Linked DNA regions of Gossypium hirsutum: region 2 is linked to region 1. The links are chromatin contacts, called in public Hi-C maps. All regions are on one chromosome and are shown on one strand. Each heading gives the region's core, a stretch centred on a gene start, on an enhancer-like site or on the middle of the called end of the contact. The rest is flanking DNA. Distances are from core to core; before and after follow the strand shown.

Region 1 (2,783 bases), core at 115-2,614:
ATCCAAGACTTCCCTTTACTTAGTTAAAGTTCCAACATCCACAAGTCAACTCTTTCTTCTCCAACAACACTTATTACACATAATACTAGAAATCATGTTCATGAAGAACTAATGTATAATAACCTTGAATGTTCATATTAGAGATGATAAAAATATTTTTTTCTTATCTTATTCTTCACATTCTCACACTAGCTCAAGCTTTTCAAGCTTAAAAATGGTTTTTATACAAGATTCTTGAAAGAAAGTAACTTGGGTTGTGGAAATTCTTAAAAGAGATTTGAGAAAAGAGAGAAAAAAAAAAGAAAGGAGAGATTTTTTTCTTCTCCAAACATGGTAAACGGCACCAAGGAGAAAGGTGGAGGCTTTCTCCATCTTATCTTTTCTTTATTCAATTAAAACTATTCTACCGTCAAACTAATTTTAAAATGAGTGATCTACCTTGATTAATGAATGAAAAATCCAAAATCTATCAACAATATCTTTTCGGATAATAATACAATTTAAATAGATTCTAAAATTTTTATTAAAAAACTGATGAAAAGTCCCAAAATATCCTTCAATGGAGAACCTGCACTTTAACCTATTTCTCTTATAACTTCTCTTTAATTAATAACGAATACGACACTTAGCGCTTTAAATCTTCTCATATTATTATGAAGGTCCATATTAATTTCATACATCAACTATATCATCAAAATAATATTTTCATCATAAAATGTTGGAAAATGACCCAAATACCCTTTATGGAAAAATTATCGTTTTGCCTTTTTGTACAATTTCTTCACAACAATAAGCACTTACCCAATTTAAAAATCATAATTTAAATATATTCCTTAATACCATGTCCCGACAAAAAGGGAAAAGTACAATTTAATCCGTGTACTTTTTGTTTTATTCAATTTAATCCAAAAATCATTTTTTCTTTGTACTAATACATGTCCCATGCCAACTTTATTTACAAAACGAAATCAATCCATAACTAAGCAAATTGGCCACTTTACACTTTAATCCTCATACTTTTTAATTATATAATTTAATCTTTTTTCAACAATTTCTCATCCAAAATTTACTTCATTGGTTTTCAAATAATAAACCCTTTTAAAATTCTGTTTTTTTGGTCTCATAATCGAATTTTCCTTGGTTTCCGAAACAGTGCTACCTACTCCATTGAAAAATTTGGAGGGAGGTTGTGGTCGATATCTCTATCTTCACCTCCAAGCTTTACAAAATTGGGCGGAAAACCCTTTACTTTACAGATAATTGAAGAAAATTTTGGGCCGACTACTTTCGGAGTCTTGAGCAGAAACTTGGATGGGCTTTAAGTCCCTAAAGGAAATTTCTGAAATAAAAAATACTCAGATTTACTTTATTTCCAGGGCGGAAAGAAACCGCAGCAAAAGTGCAAAACCCTAACAAAGCAAAGCCCTTAGAGCAAAAACCCTGAAACATGCTAAGTTGTAGGGGAAGCTTACTGTCTCAAACCATAAAAAGAAAAACTAAGAACAAACCCAAAAACAAAACTAAATTGAAAACTCACAAAAATGTTTCTAGAACACGAGATTTCATTCCCAAAAACATGCATCTCGAAGATAATGAAGAAGAAGTAGGATTCAACCTCAAATCCTCAGCTCCTTCTCATTCTCATTGGGTTCAACCGTTGGGAAACCTTTACTTCAACCCAGGCGCTCTCAACTCAAGAAACATCGGCTTAGGTAATCTCCAAATCCTGTCTGACGAGCTTGTTCTTGAGATTTTAGGCCTTTTGGAAGGTACCCAGTTAGGTGTTTTAGCTACTGTTAGCAAATCATTTTATGTTTTCACTAGCCATGAACCCCTTTGGAGGAATCTTGTATTGGATAACCTGAAAGGACGATTTTTTATAATCGGTCATGGAAAGTTACTTACATATCTACATTTCATCCTTCATTTGATGTTTCAAGGAGTGCCCGTTCTTCGGGTTTGAGAGTAAGGGATTTTTATTCTGACTATTTGTTTCAGAGTTGGCTGTGTGCTAATCTTGAAATGAAACCTGAATGGCTTGAAAGAGATAATATAATTCGAAAAAGAGGGATTAGTGTTGATGATTTTGTGACAAACTTCGAAGAACCTAATAAGCCGGTTTTGTTGGAAGGGTGCATGGATAATTGGGATGCATTGGGAAAGTGGGATAGAGATTATTTGGTTAATTTATGTGGCGATGCTCAGTTTGCAGTTGGACCAGTTAAGATGAGGCTAGATGATTATTTTAGCTATGCAGATCAAGTAAAAGAAGAGAGGCCATTGTACTTATTTGATCCAAAATTTGCAGAAAAAATTCCAACTTTAGGCTCAGAGTACGATGTTCCAGTGTACTTCAGAGAGGATTTGTTTAGCGTTTTGGGTAATCGGAGGCCAGATTATAGGTGGATTATAATTGGACCAGCCGGGTCTGGGTCATCCTTCCATATTGATCCTAATTCAACATCTGCCTGGAATGCGGTGATTAGAGGATCTAAGAAATGGATTTTATTCCCACCTGATGTGGTTCCACCTGGGGTGCACCCGAGCCCAGATGGAGCAGAAGTGGCATGTCCTGTTTCTGTAATTGAGTGGTTCATGAATTTTTATGATGCAACAAAGGATTGGAAAAAGAGACCTATTGAGTGTATTTGTAAGGCTGGAGAAGTGATCTTTGTGCCAAATGGATGGTGGCATCTAGTGATTAACCTCGAAGAATCTGTTGCCATTACACAGAACTATGTTAGCAGGTATGTCTTCTTTTTTACTCTTTCGTTCTAGTTTTT
Region 2 (2,700 bases), core at 7-2,506, 940 kb before region 1:
AGGCGACCAAATTGCCCAAAAGGTCCACGCAGATCTTCTGGCCTGCAAATGAGACATAATTAGAAATTGGCTCTACAAGAAAAGTTTGATGAGACTAAAAATTTTTACTTGTATCAAGACGATCATGTTTATTTTAAACAAAAGAACAAAGATGTACACTAGGTTTGGATTGGTGAGCAAGGAAAACAAATCACAGCATAAATGTAACACCTTTAGTTCTCCTCAAAAACCTTCGCTCTTACTTATCCCTAGAATTTATTTTAAAACAAAACCATGAGAGCATTAGGATATTGGATTTGAGGAAATTGACAGTCTGACGCCGATAAATACGAGGGGATGGTACAAACCTGCAGTCATGGCGAAGGTTCCGAACCAGAAGACTGGTGGGGAGATCTCTACCACGACCTCCATAGCGACCCCTAGGGCTAGGGCTACGATGTCGCCTCCTTCCATAATCCCTTGGTGGCGAGGGACTGTAACTGTAACTTCTACCCCGCATCTGCAACAAACCTAAGGCATTTAATACTCACAGAATTGCTTTTAACCAAGATTAAACTGGAAAATTTTCGAGCATGGAATTCAAAGTAAAAAGAACAAAAGAGAGAAACCGGGCGATTCCATGCACAGTGCAATAAAAAACAAAAGAAACGATTAAAAGGAGCCTGAAATTACCAAAATCCTGTTTTCTCTTGAACTTAGAATCAATCCCAGTCCCAACCTAACTTTTCTCCCAATAAAATATTTCTATAAAATAGAAATTAAAAATAAAAATATCTGGGAACTACAAGGAACATAAATTACAAAATACATGCAAAAGAAAACAAAGCCTTCACCAAGAGATTTACGAAAAAAATGAAAGAAGATGATACAAAAAAAGAAAAAGAAAAAAAAGACGTAGAATGAATTAAGAACATACAGCTACGAAATCGCAGACGAAGAAAATCCCAACCTTCTTTGATGCTTTTCTCTTTCCTTTGGCGTTTGGTTGTTAATCACGGGGTACTTTAGATTTTCACCGACCTTCTAAATTGGAACTCCAGAAGCTTCCAGTTACTTTCTGAGGCCTCTCTCCCTGCAACACAAACCGCCCACGTGTATTCAAAAAAGAAAATCAACGGTCGGACGCCATTTAAGTTAGTTTGATCGGGTCTATCATGAATCTTTGATTCAACGACAATTTAGCCGAGGCCTAAAGGCCTTTTTTTTCTAAGGCCTGCTTAAATCATGTATATAATATACATACATTTTATAATTAGGTTTAATTTGGTAGAAGAACATGCCTGATATCGAGGATGGCATTTTTTGGAATCCAATCAGATGAAGTTGGTGGGATGTATACTTACTTATTTTTATTTATATGTTTATAATTCCGTATGTTTTATAGATTCTTGATAATTAAGTCCAATTTCATATTTTTATTTTCTTTTGATCATTTCAATATTCGAACTTGATAATTAGATTTAATTTTTTTTTAAACTTTGATTTTGTAAAAGTATGATAATGTAATACTTTAAGATTGTACCATGTTATCACTTAAATTTTTTTTAAAAAAATTATTCTTTTATTTTCAAACTATATATTTTTAAAATTTTTTAAGTTATGATATGACACAATCTCATGATGATAAATCACCATACTTCTACGTAATCCAAATTTAGTTACAAAGTGGACCAAAACGGTGCAAGTACTAATATAAACCTAGTTATCAAGTTTAGAGATCTAAAATTACATTAACTCCTTTTTTTTATAACAGTATAATAGAAGTTCATGGCCAACTAACAAGAACCTAGTTTCAATGACACTCTTAGCCATTCTATTCGAGATTAGATTATCAATGAAGTTGAAAAAGACTTTTTGAAAATTAAGATTGAAAATTATTTTTTGAAAAGATAAAATGTTTATTTTAAATATTATGTTGTAAAAAAAAGTGTTTAAATGATGTTTGAACTTGTTAATATTATAATTCGTGGAATATATATAATCTTAAATTATACTAAAAATATTAAAATTTAATATTAAATAATTAATATCATGGAATATAACAAATCAAATTATAATAAAAAAATTACAATTGATTTCAATGTGAAATATTCTTATTTCCACATTTATTATTATTGTTGTGTTATGGTATGTTATTATTATGTTGATATTAATAAATATTTAATTTCAAATACGGTTCAAACACAATAAAATAATGAATAAAGTACACTAATTATCACTAAACTTTGATTAAATTTATATTTTAGTTACTCAACTTTCAAAATTTACAAAGTTGTAATTAATATTATTAAGAAATGACTTGCGTGTCTTTTGTATTTATTTTATTTCCATCTTTTTTTTCTTTTCCCTTTTTTCCTTCTTCATCCTGTTCTTCCCCAAATGAAACCTTAGTCATCGCCTCTCGTTGGCTGTTGGAACCAAAACTTAACATGTCTGGTTTCTAAACAAATCCTTTTGCTAAGCCTCAATCTTTGTTTCTCATATGGATGAGGGCACTAATTAAAGAGACTAAACCAAAAACCAAATTGAAAATTGTTAATTTCTAAAACAAAATAAAAATTGATTAATTTTCACAATTCATACGAGTCTATAAAAATGTTTAATGCAAATTGGAAACTGTTAATTTTAACAATATTGTTATTAACAATTTATCAATTTTCATAACATGTCGATATAAATAAAAATCTAATTTAAAATTAG

What was found. A called contact is a pair of places that touch in the nucleus more often than the background predicts.
Region 2: a Hi-C map of leaf shows a contact between it and region 1, with 2.5 times the contacts expected there. The contact joins the promoter of LOC107948474 here to the promoter of LOC107948516 in region 1. A contact is called at or near these places in 2 of 34 Hi-C or Micro-C datasets (both in leaf).

The regions. Positions count from the first base shown.
Region 1 is chrA04:19,922,430-19,925,212 of Gossypium_hirsutum_v2.1, reverse strand. It overlaps LOC107948516 (F-box protein At5g06550), which reads left to right and starts at 1,364. Exons shown (of 3, transcript XM_016883097.2): 1 at 1,364-1,874; 2 at 1,877-2,747. The coding sequence starts at 1,448.
Region 2 is chrA04:20,863,641-20,866,340 of Gossypium_hirsutum_v2.1, reverse strand. It overlaps LOC107948474 (serine/arginine-rich SC35-like splicing factor SCL33), which reads right to left and starts at 1,256. Exons shown (of 6, transcript XM_016883032.2): 1 at 917-1,256; 2 at 348-499; 3 at 1-42. The coding sequence starts at 499.